Regions from separate parts of the Mus musculus genome. Here region 1 is linked to region 2. A link is a contact called in public HiChIP or PLAC-seq data. All regions are on one chromosome and are shown on one strand. The core of a region is the stretch at or near the end of the contact, and the rest is flanking DNA. Distances in the headings are between cores, read along the strand shown. Region 1 has its middle 55 kb from the start of Mdm1. Region 2 holds the start of Mdm1 (transformed mouse 3T3 cell double minute 1).

Region 1 (7,427 bases), core at 3,151-5,650, 54 kb before region 2:
TTCCATGTTGAGCTAAATGTGTGTCTTCTGAGGTCCAGATACCAAAGCATTAACTACTTTACCTGTGGGAAAAAAGTTTGAGTGACCCTGTTATGATGGTGGTGGTGGAGGTGATTGCTTAGCTACTGTAGAAGAGGCAGGTAGGGCTGAGGGAGCTGAGGAACCCGTTGGATCTTTCTGCAGTAGGGGATGGGCTGGGGTGTGAATTCAGACAGCTCGCTAATGTCGGGCGGTGGTGACGCACGCTTTTAATTCCAGCACTTGGGAGGCAGGGGCAGGCGGATTTCTGAGTTCGAGGCCAGCCTGGTCTACAAAGTGAGTTCCAGGACAGCCAGGGCTATACAGAGAAACCCTGTCTCGAAAAAACGAACGAACCAACCAACCAACCAAAAAAAAAAACCCCAAAACAACAGAAAAAACGAACGAACCAACCAAAAAAACCCAGACAGCTCGCTCCTAAGGCTGCACCTGTACATCTGACAGCAGCATGAGAGCTGGCGACGGGCCCCTTGGCAAGTGCTCACTGATGGAAACTCAGTGTGTGCTCACCGCATCTCACCCTGTTAGCATTATGGAAGTTGAACATGATACAGCAAAGAGAATCATTCTGACATTACATTTTACCTCTGGCAAAGCCGGTGACAGAAAGATGGGAGTGCTGAGGGATGACCAGCTAACTTACCAGATTAACATCAGCTTCCTTGTTCTCTCAGACATGTTCTCCTCGTATGGACAACCCTTGGTGTTAGCCTGGGTAGAGGGAAAACAACCTGGTGTTTGATGGCAGCTCTCTGTCTTGTCACCCATCCTTCCATTCGGAGCCCAGTGGGAGTCTCTTGTTGAAAGTGAATGTGGAGTGTTTTCTATCTCAAAGATACTTCCATGTACAAGAAGTACTTTAAGTTTGCAAGCCGTGTTAGCGGTTCGGATAAAGCACCCTACGAGCCGACCGCTGCCTCTTCTCGTCTGGAAGCCGTTTTTCAGAGCCACAGATAAATCTGTGATCGTTTCTGTGCTGTGGAATATTGCTAGGTGACTTGGGAATAACTGAAGTGTCTTCAGGTGGGTCCCTGAATTAGTATTTTTTAATTTAAAAAGTTCAAATGTATTATTTTTGTTATGGTCTGTTGAAGATCAGAAGTCCCCACGGACTGATTACGCTTTTGAATTATAAATGAGAAGTGAGGGGTCGTGTTCTCCATAAGCCTTTTCTCTGCTTCTTCATTAAAATTCTCAGATGAAAGAAAACATTGAAAGCAGAATATTGGCTTATAAATAATGATAATAATAATAATAATAATAAAGATGGTAACTTCCACATATACACTTTATGACGTTGTTAATAGAGTCTATTTTGCATTAGATCAAATAATCCATTGTTTAGAATAAAGACCTGTGTAACTTTCTTTCTCATTTTTTCTTTTTTTGTTTTTGTTTTTTTGTTTTTTTCAAGACAGGGTTTCTCTGTGTAGCCTTGGCTGTCCTGGAACTCACTCTGTAGACCAGGCTAGCCTCGAACTCAGAACTCCGTCTGCCTCTGCCTCCTAAGTGCTGGAATGAAAGGCATGAAGCCATCACTGCCCGGCCCTGTGTAACTTTCTGTCCCAGACTAAACCAACACTGGGAATAATTGCAAGGGCCTTGATGTTTGCTTGGTTGTTTATGATGAGCTGTGTCGCTGGGAATCATTCATTTAATCCCCTCCCCCCCAGTTACAACTCTTTCATCTTAAAGGGACAGGCTTACCAGTTCCCATCTTTCTCCTGGGTGAGGTTTAGAGGGTAACCCCCTCCATGTCACCCCCGTCTTACTGAACCCAGGGTGACCTGCTTTAACTATTTCCTCTGAAGTCAGTGGTCTGGCTTCAGGCCCTCCCTGTCTTGTGGGCATAAGTATGTGGCAAGCCAATTCTGCTTTCTGTTTAAACTATGCGAAGGGGTCATCCCGTTCCAAATGCAGCTCTTGCAAAGACACGGGCCGAAGACAGTCTCCTCCTCAACGTGTGCCCATTCTCATCTGCGGACCATATTGGGTCATCTCTTTGACCTGGGCTGAGCAAGAGAAGCTACGTTTTGAGGTTCCACTTAACCCCGGAGTGTGTGGGTCTGATGGACCAGGGTGTGGAGCATGTGGGACTTTGGGGAGGTGGAAGTACGTGCCCTAGCTGTTTGCTGACCTTCGCGATACCAAATGGGGAAGCTGAGCACTCCGGGTTCCCGTCTCTCCTGAAGCAGAGAGTAACTTTGCAACAGCTTTTTGCCCAATGGGCAAATGCCAGGTTCTGCTGTGGAGGGCTTAGGGGGCCTTTTTATTTCCTGATAGAAGAGGCAGGAAGCAGTTGGCACTGCCCCCTCAGCCCTTTTAGTCTCAGACATAGCTAGGACATCTGCAGCTACTGTGCTCATTCTGCAACTTTGAGACAATAAAGTCTAAAATTGGTAGTGCAAACCACGTGATAGCTTATGCCTGAAACCCCAGTACTGAAAAGACTGAGGCAGGAGGATCTCAAGTTCCAGGTCCAGCTGGGCTACATAAGGAGACATTTTTCTTAAAATAAAACAAAGCAACCCCACCTCCCCAAACCAAACAACAGATAATTATAGAAGACTGCCCTCCCTGTATCATGGAGTCCTACACGCCACAGGACCACTTCCCCCTTTGTGTCTTGCATGGGAAGCAAATCTACCCTGTAGCTTCGTTGTACTGCCACAAATTATTTGGTCCTCACCCATGAAAAATTACAGCTCAAGTCTCCTGTCTAGAATCCAGACCAGCTCCCATGACTTTCTTCTAGCAAACAGAACCCAGGAGAAGAGACAATGAATGAATCCCAGCCCTGCACCTCACAGGGAGATACAGTTTCTACCTCATTATTTACTTTGACCTGTGTCCTGGGATCCTATAGCTGATGTGCTAAAATTATACTACACGGAAGCTGAGAGTTAGAGAAGCCGTGACAGAGAAACCCCAGCTACCAGAGAGAAAGCACTGACAGAAAATCCCAGTATCCAGCTCTCTGAGGCTTCCCGGTGAGCACTGCCAAGCTGAAGTGTGCCAGCCTGCACAAGATGCCAACCCCCAGTCTTCAAGGTACCTTCAGGGATGCGAAGAGGAACAGAAAAGCTGTCAGCTAAGTCAGTGATTCTCAACCTGTGAGTCATGACCCCCTTTGGGGGCTTGACCGCTAGGTATTTCTGTGATTCATAAAGGTAGCAAAATTAGTTATGAAGTAGCAATGAAAATAATTTTATGGTGGGGGGTCACCACAACATGAGGAACTGCACTGAAGGGTTACAGCGTTGGGAAGGGTGAGAACCACTGGTCTAGGCCCTTTCGAAATAACAGATTCATGAACAAAATAAACATTACTAGCCGTAAGTTTCTGGCGTGGTTTGTAATACAAGAAAAGACTCGAACTTCTTACCTTTTATGCCACAACCCATTGGATGTTTTTGTGGCTTGCAGTCTGAAGCATACCTGGATCATGGATGTTTTTGCAACTTGCAGCATACCTAGCTGAACCATTTAGCAGAGATTAAAAGAGATAGCTTCAACGGTCTGAGTCCTGTGTGCTGATTGTCTATCCTGTCCCCCCATCCCTGGTTGTGTTCATCAACTTTGCCAGAGGGCTGTGTTACAATTGGCCACTGATGGTGATACTGATTTAGTGGCATACATGTTTTGTTTATAATGGCTGAGTCTGGGGTGGGCCTTCCTTTCAGCGATCTGGAGGCAGAGGCAGGCAGGTCCCTGATTTCAAAGCCAACTTGGTCTACACAGGGAGTCTCAGGCTAGCCAGGGCAGAGTGATGAGATCTCTCCCAAAATAAAGTAAAATAAATAAGAATAAAGGATACCATGGACACCATGCTCTTTCTTGCCCCTTTGGTATTTTAATAATAACAGCCAGCAGTGATCACCCAAGTGCCAAAGCCTGTGTGACTGCTTCCTCTGCTTCACCTTGGGGTTTCAATGTTTTCTTCACAGAACCTTCCTAGCATTTGACAGCTTTGTTCTCTCCCTGACATTTGCAGCTTTTTAAATAGATGAATCTTTAATGTCATGTTCCATAGGCCAGATTCTTTGAAGCGAAATACCAGGAGTTAGTTCTCACTTTTTAAAGAACCAATGGTCACTCATTACTGGCGGGATTGATCCGCAGCCTTCACGTGTGATTTTAATAATAAATGTATTGATAAGTCTAGCATTCATACACTAAATACTAAAATGCATTATTTTATTATTATTTGGTGACAGAGATCCCCAAGACAGGTGTGTGGTACAGTTTTGGCAGTTCTCCCATAGCACTGAAGTTTTAAGCATGAAGAACTGTTATACCCAAGAGCCGGTTTCCTGGAGGCTAACTGCATTGTAGGGTGTCTATTCACTCAACGCCCACATCCTTAAATACACACTGGGGTGGAGCAGGGCAAGCATCTGAGGTACCGAGGAGGCATGGGTGTGTGGAGGCGAGGTTGGGGCAGAGAGGGTTCTTGCAAAGAGACCCCCGCACAAATGACATCACATGCAGAAGCAGCTGCTGGGATTGGAAAAATGGCTGGGCGGAGAACTTCAGCCTCTCTTGGATCTGACTGTCTGATTTAGTGCCTTTCAGGGTCACACTTACCTCCCTGGGTGGGCTGGAAAATCTCTTTGAGTTTGCACTAATACTTAATAGAAGCCCTGCATGGTAATTTAAAGAGCCTGGGAATGCCTTTTTTGGTGATAAGCAGGAAGGTGCCGTATGCAAAGCTGAGCTAGTATCTCTCGCTGTGACGCCAAAGCAGGGCAGATGTTCCTTGCTGGGTCTCAAATGAGGTTGCTTCCAGCATGATTTCCTTCAGTGAACAGGAATCAGCAAGAAAGGAAGGAGACAATTGCCTTTCCACAGCAGCCTCTACAGTGGAGGAAAACAAGCACTCATTTCCCAGCCGGTCCTTCTACTGAATTAGGGATGCACGAGGCAGCGCTTTGTATAGAGGCTACCTGATGTTTTAATTTTTGTAACCTGTGAAAAACACACTGTACCCGAATCTCCACCTCACGTTCCTTGGGATTGGTGTCATCCTTTAACTTGGCTCCAAGACCCCTTTAATTCTAGTGCGACTGTGTGTGTGTGTGTGTGTGTGTGTGTGTGTGTGTGTGTGTGTGTGTGTGTGTATGTGTGTGTGTGTGAATATATATGCCAGTCACATAAGATTGTAGTGGTAGTGGAAGTCCAGAAACAACAGCCACCATCCTCGAGACCTTCTTTTAATTAGAATTAGAATGTCACGGGCTCTGGATCTTACTTTGGATTTTGTTTGAATTAGAGCCCCTTAGTCTTACTCTGAACCTTCCTGCTGTGTGTTCTTTCTCTGTCTCTCTCTTACACTCTTGCTCTCTTGCTCTCTGTCTCTCTTGCTCTCTCCCTCTCCCTCCCCCTCCCCTCCCCTTCTCCTCCCCTCCCCCCTCCTTCCTCCCTTTCCCCCTCCCTCCTCCCTCCTCCCTCTCTGGGGATGCCCTTCTCCTGTTATTCTTGAAAATGCCAGCTGCCCCTATTCACTTTTCTCCTCCCTCCCTCCCTCCTTCCCTCCCTCCCTCCCTCCCTCCCTCCCTCTTTCTTTCTTTCTTTCTTTCTTTCTTTCTTTCTTTCTTTCTTTCTTTCTTTCTTTCTTTCCCAAGACAGGGTTTCTCTGTGTAGGTCTGGCTGTCCTGGAGCTCACTTTGTAGACCAGGCTGGCCTCGAACTCAGAAATCCGCCTGCCTCTGCCTCCCGAGTGCTGGGATTAAAGGTGTGCGCCACCACACCTGGCTGAATTGCAGTGTTTTTATTGCACATAAAAATTTTTCTTTCTATAAAAATATATTGCTTTAACTACGGAAAACAAAGACCTTAGTGTTTTTCTACCTTCATTCTTTACCATTAGTGTATATCTGGATTGTTTTGATTTTAAAAAATTGTGTGTGAGTTGCTGATCTGAGTTTTATTTAAAACGTGTTAAATGAAAAAAATTGGCTTTGGGATTAAGACAGATTTTCAATAATTTTGAATCTTCCCCAAATGTGTCTGTGTCACTTTTCACTACATATTTATGTGACACAACAGCAATCTCAATACTGATAAAATACAAACATTGATCAACCCAGAAAAACATTGATGAGGACCTGTGTTCTGCAATATTAAATATTCAAGCAATACATAATTATCTATGTAAAAATAAACAGTCCATTTTGTTTGTATGCACATTTGTTTTCTACTGTAAGCAAAATAAGTGACAAAGTTATGTATACCAAAGAAGTATTCTAAATACATCAAGATGGCTTAGAAGGTAAAGGTACCCTACAGTTATCCATTTATGGGTAGATGGAGAGAGCCAACTCCACAAAGTTGTCCTCTGACCACCAGACACACTCTCTGGCCTGTGGACCCACTCACATATATACTGTACTTCCAGACATGTATAAACACACACATACACACACACACACACACACACACACACACACACACACACACACACACACACACATTGAAACATTTAAAAAAATCCTTATGATTGTTATCAATTAATGTTTGACATATGATATGTGTGCGTGTGGTGTAGAACTTTCTCAAAAAAAGAAAGAGCTCACGAATAGAAAAAGTTGAAGAAACCCTGATGTAGCAGACACTAAACCCCTTTGTGGGGGTGGATGGCTTGTTGCTTTGACGTGGGCCTGACTTTGTAGTGCAAATGCAACCACAGATAATTACTGAGCGCACCAATGAGTGTGTTTGCATAATACTTTATGCACATTGAAATGTGAGTTTCACGTAATTTTTGCACATCACCAAAGAGTGTTGTTTTATTGGAAAATGTCTAGCCCTTTAAAAATTCAAAGCCATTCCTATCTTTTAGGCCAATCGAAAATATGGGATGGATTGGATTTGGCTCCTGGGTTGTGTGGTTTGTGGGCTCTTGGTGGGAACTGGTGCTCTCTAACTTAATGGATGTGTCAAGTAAAGATGATGACACCTTTACTAAGAAGTCATCAGCCAGGTGTGGTGGCACAAATCTGTCATCCTAGCACTTGGGAAGCTGAGGCTAGAGTGTGAGTTCAGGGCTAGCCTGGGCTACAGAGTAAGATCCTGCATGTGACCCCTGAAAAAAGAGTAACCGAATTAAAAAAGATACAGGTTAACTTAGGGTAGATGGGATGGAGAGCTCGCATCCTGAAGGTGATTCCAGCAGTCTGGGCGAGTGTTCCTGTGAGCCTGAGTAGGAAGCGCTGCAGTGATGGAGACATGAAAGGTAGGTTAATGACATAGGGTGATGCTCAGCATGTGGAGAGCCAGGCAGGGGGAGAAGCAAGGTAGCAAGCCAAGTAAACTCTTTCTTTGCAGCAATGTGAATCTGGGCACGTTCCTTAACCCTTTTCAGTTTCTGTCTATTTAGCTGTAAAACA
Region 2 (7,499 bases), core at 4,712-7,211:
ATTGTGGAGCTTAAAATTTACTAAGGAACTTTGTCTCTGTAACTCCTTCCATGGGTATTTTGTTTCCTACAGAGACAAGTTCGGAGCTGAGATGGAAGAAAGAACCATCCAGAGACCGTTCCACCCGGGGATCCATACCATATACAACCACCAAATCCAGACAGTATTGCATATGCCAACAAAATTTTGCCGACAGGACCCTGATATAACTATCTCTTGTGAGGCTATGCCAGTGCCTGGCAAATATAGAAGTGGATGCTCACAGTCATCTATTAGATGAACACAGAGCCCCTAATGAAGAAGCTAGAGAAAGTACCCAAGGAGCTAAAGGGGTCTGCAACCCTATAGGAGGATCAACAATATGAACTAACCAGTACCCCCCAGAACTATGTATCTAGTTGCATATTTAGTAGAGGATGGCCTAGTTGGCCATCAATGGGAGGAGAGGCCCTGGTCTTGTGAAGATCATATGGCCCAGTACAGGGGAATGCCAGGGCCAGGAAGCAAGAGTGGGTGGGTTGGGGAGCAGGAGGGTATAGGGGACTTTCAGGATAGCATTTGAAATGTAAATGAAGGAAATATCTAATAAAAAATTTTACTAAGAGTAATCCCTGGAAATTGAACTGGGAGCGGGGACACCTACAGCTTCAGTCACTTCATAAGGCATCCCAGAGAACACAGGAGGCTGCTCACTCTGTCTGTGCAGTGGGCTTCTGAAACCAGCTTCACCGTGATTTCCAAAGCAGCAAGGAGAGGGGGCGGGAGATATTGCGATACAGCGATTTGCATTTGGTGGAGTGAATGTTAGTTACATCTTCCCAAGGAAGGATCCAGATAGCATCCGGGCCGATGCGCTACTTGGGGACAGAACAAAGAAAAAGTGAAAGGACCTAGATCAGGTGTTTCTGAGGGTGGCATTTAAAAGCAGCTTCTTTGTCCCACCTAGTCTTTAGTCTCGCCTCCGTGGAACTTTCCGGCAGAAGATTTAAAAGCATCGTTAGCATATCCAGGTGCGCACAGGCAGCCCTTGCCCCATTCTCGCCTTTCCGTTTATTTCCTGCACTCTTTGTCTGCGTGTCCCTCCCCGTGCGAGACTGTAATCGGCTTTGACATCAGGGCCTCATCTCAGTCATCTCTGCAACACCTTTCCCCATCCCTTGTCATCTGGTGCTTTACCGTGTATGGTTTTGTGTTGTCAAATAAAAGCAAATAGATTCAGAAGCAAATACAGGTTCTCCAATATTGCTACCAGGAGAAGAGACAAATGATGCATTTGCACGGCGATGAGCTCCTGTGTTTAATTGGATGATATGCAAGTAAAATAAAGAGCAATAAAAAGTTGCCTCAAAGGATTTCTGTTACTGTTTTAGTGTTTTAAGAAAGTCGGCAGTATTGTTGTAGTGTATGTAAATTAGAATGGCCCTAGGAGGGACCTGTGGAAGGAATTAATTTATTTAAGGAAAACGACCCTAAAGGCAACTGTTAATACTGACTCCAAAAAGCTGTCCTCTGACCTCCACATATACAGCAATGCCACATGTGTGCCTCCGCCATTAAAAGTAATTTGCATATTCTTATAAGTGGGTTTCGTAAAACACCTCTCTCTCTCTCTTGCTGCTGCTAATAGGGTTCCGGTCACTCGGTGAGTGTCATCGTATCATGACACACATCTTTTCCTATATTTGTCCTTTATTTCAACTGTTGGCAGATCATATTCGTACTCTGCTTCTTGTTTTTAATCTCTGAGATTCTTGCACACTAACTCATGGAGACACCCCTGCCTCCTTTGTTTTCTCTAGAGACTCTCTGTAGTCCTGGAACTTGCTCTGTAAACCAGACTGGGTTTGAACTCATAGAGATCTGCCTCTGCCTCTGGAGTGCTGGGATTAAAAGTGTGGGCCACCACTGCCCGGCTGGGCTGTCTTTTTTTTTTTTTTTTTTTTTTTTTTTTTAGGATTATATGGGTGTGGGCAAGTTGCCTGCCAGTTTCTGACATCTCAGTTCAGACTCTGCAAACCATAAGGCCAGCACCCTGTTAGGTTTGCTAAGAAAGAACCCCAGAGAGAGGCTGGTATGCTCTGCATGGAGCTGCTGGCCCTCTCAGTGGTACCCAGAGACCTCCTAGCCCCTGGTGGCAATCTACTGAAGGCTCCAGCTTCCAGCTTTCTTTTTGCCCTACTTGGCCTTTCCTTGGTAGCCTCCTGCGGTTCCCGCAGGGTGTTGGCATCACGTGGGCAGTGATACTTTCTCAGAGGCCCATTTCATTGGCTTCTCCTGTAAACCTCTTCCGGGTAGGAATCCTTTATGGACATACCTAAAACACGCTCGCTCCTAGCCACGGGTGCGGTGTGAGCTGCTTCCTGTTAAATTACTAACCCCTCTTTCTCCTTTTTTGCGTTGAAAGTTCTCCAGGAACCAAGAAAATAAAGCCCATGAATTTTCTCTTGGCAGAAATGCCTGGGCAGTTTCTGTTTTCTTGCAGGACTCTAACAGATACATATTCGATACCGGAAGACCCAACACACTCAGGGCTGCTGTACCAGAGCCCCTAAGTGGCAGAGCACCTGACACTTCACTATCTGCTGAAAAGCCTGTTCTTTCCCCGGGCCTCAGATGAGCCATATGTATTTAGCTTGTCCCCATGGATGGACAGTTAGATTGTCTCTTACTGTATGAGTTACACCTCTCATTGCTTTAAACAGACGGTGCTCTACTGCCTGTGCCTCTTTGCTGTTGGTAGAAGCAACTTAAAGGAGGGAGGAATTTATGCTGGTGCACAGTTTAATAAGGGATGTAGTCCGTCAATGCGGGAAGAAATGGCGGTGGGAACATGAGGCAGCTGGTCACGTGGTCACGTGGTCACGTGCAGGCAGCAAAGAGCAGATGGATGCTGAAGTCCAGGCTTTTTTTTTTTTTTTTTTTTTTTCCTTATCCCGCCCTCTTACGCTGTTTCCTGAAGTCCCAGCCATGGAACTTCATGCCCACGTGCAGGCTGAGTCTTTTTCCTTCCTTTCTCTGGAAACACAGAGACTCGCTCAGAGGTACAGCCTAGGTGGTCTTTAACTCACTTTTCATGATCAGCAACAATGCATCAAACAATCTTTTTTTCCCATAATTTTATTGATTCTTTGTGAATTTTGCATCATGCGACCCGATTCCACCCATCTCCCAGTCCTTCCATATCTGTCCTCAACCCTTGTAACCTCTCCCAAAATAAAAAATAAAACTTAGAAATTAAAAAACAAAACAATCTCTCCTAGAGGCTGGGATGTGTCATAGTATATACCCTTGGGTCCACACCTCTTTACTTGCAAATGTTCAGTGCTGTAAATCACTGGTCTGACTTGAGGCCTCTGGTTTCTGCTATACCATCAATACTGGGCCCTCGCTGGGACTCCTCTCAGATATCCGGTTGTTGCCCCAGTCATGGAGATCCTGTAGCTTTGGTTCTGCAGGACCTGCCTTTTCAAGCTCAAGCACTCTAGCAGCACAGAGGGTGGGTGTTAGGGTGAGCCAGCTTGATGCTCCGGATCTGGGCCTGGATGTTAACTGAGTTGGTCAGCCCACACCACTGGGCTAGCCAGCTCTCCTGTGCTCACACCATCAGGTCAACATCAAACAACATTAAGTGTATATTTTTTCCCATATCATAAGATAAATTTTTAGAAGAGGAATTGATGTGTCAAAAGGATGGTCAAATTGCTCTTGTTTGGGGTTGTAGGAATTCTACTTGGAGGGGAAACAGAGGAGCGTAGATAGAGAAGCAGGAAGCAGGTACGGTACATTTCCTGTCCCACTGTGGGAAGCACAGCATGCAATCTATCCTAAGAGAAGTCACTTTCTGGATTAGTTTCCAATGGGCTTCACTCTGAGACCTTTGGAGATAAGAAAACCAAAGCAAAGCAAAGCAAAGCAAACCAAACAGCTCTCTAAGATGCTTTACCATTTCCTTAGTAGAGAGAATGAGAGGAGAGAGGGTCCTCTGTGACATAGCTGCAGGCTAAAGTGTCTTTCTCTAGTGGAGACTTAGTAGCCAGCTACCATGGTTGTAGCCGGCAGTAATAACACATCTATAGATATATGGCTGTTGGAGAGAGTCTCTGTGATGCTGCTGGGCATACTGTGCATGGCTGTACATGCCAGTGAGGCAGTTCACATTGAATCTTGAAAAATGTGTGTGGGATTTTGGAATCCACTCCATCCTTGTGGTTTTTTTTTTGGCAAGAGTTGTTGGTAACACAGAGACTACATAATTTATTCAGTGTTCAAACCTTTTTTTTTTATTCCATATCTTTGATTCATTTCCCCAGGGTGGGGGGTGGGGGGAGTTGATTTTTGCTTAACCGTGACAAAGTAAACATTTCTCCCTTGAGTCCCTGCAATACATCTCTAGCAAAGCTGGGTGTCACCAAGTCATCTTTACCAACGGCCACATGCGTTTCTTGTCATTGATTCCCTGCCCAGCAGAGCTTTATCCCAATCGCCTTTGTTCCTTTTTAAGCAGACAGGCTATGTTCTTCTACCTACTTCCCCTGAGACTGTGTGGTGACAAAGCTTTGTGTACAATCAGAACCGGCTCTGTCCTATCCTGTAAGGTCCTGGCTGGCTTCCTGCAGGGGGTTTCATTTCATGTTCCACTGTGTCTTGCCTGTGTCATTTTTAATTCACAGGACTGGGGTTCTGTCCTCACCGATTAACATTAACGAAAGGTCTCCTGGATGCATGGCAGCACAGGGTCTTATTTAATATTCTCTCTGTTTTAGATATCAGGTGGCTTCTTCAAATGAATTTTTAAATTATCTCCATGATAATGAAGAAGATCGGAGACATCAATTAGGAGCCAAGAAGAGGAGTCTGCAGGAAGCACTTGAAGGGACTGGGAAGGGTTGATGGGAACATCCCAACACAGGACAAAGGTAAATTCATTATTCCTAGAAGAACCCCGGCAACCTTCTCTCCAGACATATGTCTGCCTTGATCATCTTATCTTCCTCTTCTTGCAGTTGTAATTTTCAAGGCCAAGTCTGAAAATTACCCCTGAGCCTCTTCTAATCATCTCTACCCTCAGGGACCACTCTGCTTCAAACTTCCCATTCATGCCTCTCACTTGGAAAGCGAGCCCAGGACATAGTATATTATGATCGACTAAATAATGTATTTAGCATGTCTGGGTAATTTTTTTTCTGGACTTTCAGAATTAGCAGTGTTTCACGATGGGCAATAACCTATAAAAGTCAAATGGAATTTTATTTTTATTTATTCTTTCAAGACCGAGTTTTTCTGTGTAGCCCGATACTGGAACTCACTCTGTAGACCAGGCAGAGATCTCCCTGGCTCTGCCTGCCCAATGTTGGGACTGGTGGTGCATGCCTTTAATCCCAGCACTATGGAGACAGAGCCAGGTAGATATCTTTGAGTTCCAGGCCAGCCTGGTGTACAGAGGGAATTTTATTTTTAAAAAGGATGAGTTGGCTTTGCGGTCTTAATAAACTTTACTTGAATCATCCTAGGTCGTATGTATTTTTGGACCTATCCTTTTTGACCCAAGGCTCGTGTAACGCTTCTCTCCTTAGCAACTTCTTTTCAGCCGGGTACTCTAGGGGCAATTTCCTTTATGGACAAAGAGACTGTGGGTTCTGTCGTGCATTCTGGAATGCCAGGCACACTTTCACGTTCTGTGATGTCAGGGAGCTGGAACCAGTGAGGTAGGCTCTTGCCGAGCCCGGCCACACTACACAGACAGGCTGCGGTGCGCGCACTGCGGGGACTCTGCCTGCAGCCTCCTGAACAAAGCTCCCGCGGGCTCCGCCCACCGCAGCTCCGGTATCCTCATTGGCCAGCTCTTCGCCCGCCATTAGGGAGCGGGGCCGTGCCCTTACGAGTGCTGGTTGGTCTAATCGTAATGACGGTGAGGGCTGCCATTGGTCTTTAGGCCTCAAAATGGGCGGAGCAAGGCCGAGAGGCGGGGCGGGAGGGCGGCGCGGAGTGCGCCGGCGCGTCGTCGGGGACGCCGGGTCCAGGATCTTGCTAGGGAACCAGTGTTGTCGCGTCGTCCCGCCCCCTCGGGGCTTTTGCTCCCGTTAACTGTCGGCGGGGCAGGCTCCGCAGCGCAGGGCGACATGCCGGTGCGCTTCAAGGTGAGGCCGGGGGCTGGGCGGCGGGTGGCGGGGACGCCGCGGGGTGGGTGCGTGACGCGCCTGTGCCGTACCGAGCCTCCTGGCCGGAGCCTGTGCGGGGCGGAGGATGCTCCGGCCGGTGGCCCAGCGCGGAGGGGCGGGTGGGGAGAGTTCGATGGGGGCCTGACGGCGTCAGTCTGGGGTCGCCAGGAGCGGAGGCGGAAGGAGGGCCCTTGACAGTGGGACGAAAGGCTGCTGTCGGTGTAGGACACCTGTGGTTCCTCTTGCCGATAGCATTCAGCTCCTTTCCTGCAAAACTTTAAAGCGCGCGGGTCTTTTAAACGCTTGGGAAGCGGGCCCCAGTAAAAGGAGAGCGTGGGTAGGTGTGCAGCCTGCTAGTTGCACGTTTGCTTTAGGTTTTGCTCACAGTTCCAGATAGCTGTCTGTGTCTAACGCCTTTCCACGCAACAGGTGGCCACAGTGTTTCTGTAATCCCGGACTCTTTAATTCTAAAGTGCTTGCCAGACAGAGTGGGAGGGGAACACGTCTTTCTCTAATTGCCTTTTATTAAAAGCCATAACATTATGCACTCGATGAATTTAGGATAAACCTCTAGTGAGGACTTAGGTTTGTTACCACACTTTGGAATCAGAGAACCAGTTATAGCGCAGCCTCATTGAGGGACTCCGGCTTGTCTGGCTCGGGTGGTTGTGAGGATTAAGGGGCTACTTAGCCCAGGGCTGGGTAAATATTAGCTATTATTAAGGAGCTTGACTGGGGTTTAATTCTCATTCTTGGGCCTTTCAAGAACACTCTTCAGAGGTTGAGGTTTTTTTGTTTTTGTTTTTCTTTCTGATGCTAAAACACCTCTTCACTACACTGTGCTCAAATTGCACTTTTCATTATAGGGGCTGAGTGAATACCAGAGAAACTTCCTGTGGAAAAAGTCCTATTTGTCAGAGTCTTATAATCCCTCAGTGGGACAAAAGTACTCATGGGCAGGACTTAGATCGGATCAGTTGGGTAAGTTGAGCAAACCAATAGCTATCATAACTTGAATAAACCTTGGGTTCTGTTTACAAAACAATTAAAATCTACCTGTGTTGGCCTCATGTATAATTGGCAAATATTTATTGATGCTATACTGCGATCCCAGAGTCCCTTATGTACAAACAAACAAAAACAAACAAACAAACAAAAAACACAAAGAAACTCATCAAATCGAGTTGTATATAAAATAGCATGATATCAAAAAAAGTTGAATAGTAAAACTGAAGGGGAAACGCCTGAGATTGGTTGTTCTGAAAGAGGCTTTTCTGGAAATGTTTGAGCGGAGAGGAGCAAGCCTGAGGGTGAGGACTTTCAAAGACTTGAAGAATGGAA

What was found. HiChIP or PLAC-seq counts read pairs in DNA pulled down with a chosen protein or histone mark.
Region 1: a contact with region 2 is called in an H3K27ac HiChIP or PLAC-seq map of embryonic stem cells, with 5 read pairs. The contact joins the enhancer-like site here to the promoter of Mdm1 in region 2. A contact is called at or near these places in 3 of 484 Hi-C or Micro-C datasets (CD4 T cells, natural killer cells and trophoblast stem cells), 3 of 115 datasets of contacts at active chromatin or transcription factors (the HPC-7 cell line, effector CD8 T cells and embryonic stem cells) and 2 of 9 other capture datasets (adipose tissue and pancreatic islet).

What each region holds. Positions count from the first base shown.
Region 1 is chr10:118,083,346-118,090,772 of GRCm38.p6, forward strand. No RefSeq gene overlaps it. Among named protein-coding and RNA genes, the nearest start is that of Mdm1, 55 kb to the right of the region's middle. Within about 2 kb of position 4,401, at least 28 of the 459 cell types and tissues checked have an H3K27ac peak or open chromatin away from gene starts, as enhancers often do.
Region 2 is chr10:118,135,826-118,143,324 of GRCm38.p6, forward strand. It overlaps Mdm1 (transformed mouse 3T3 cell double minute 1), which reads left to right and starts at 5,962. Exons shown (of 14, transcript NM_148922.3): 1 at 5,962-6,137; 2 at 7,025-7,139. The coding sequence starts at 6,120.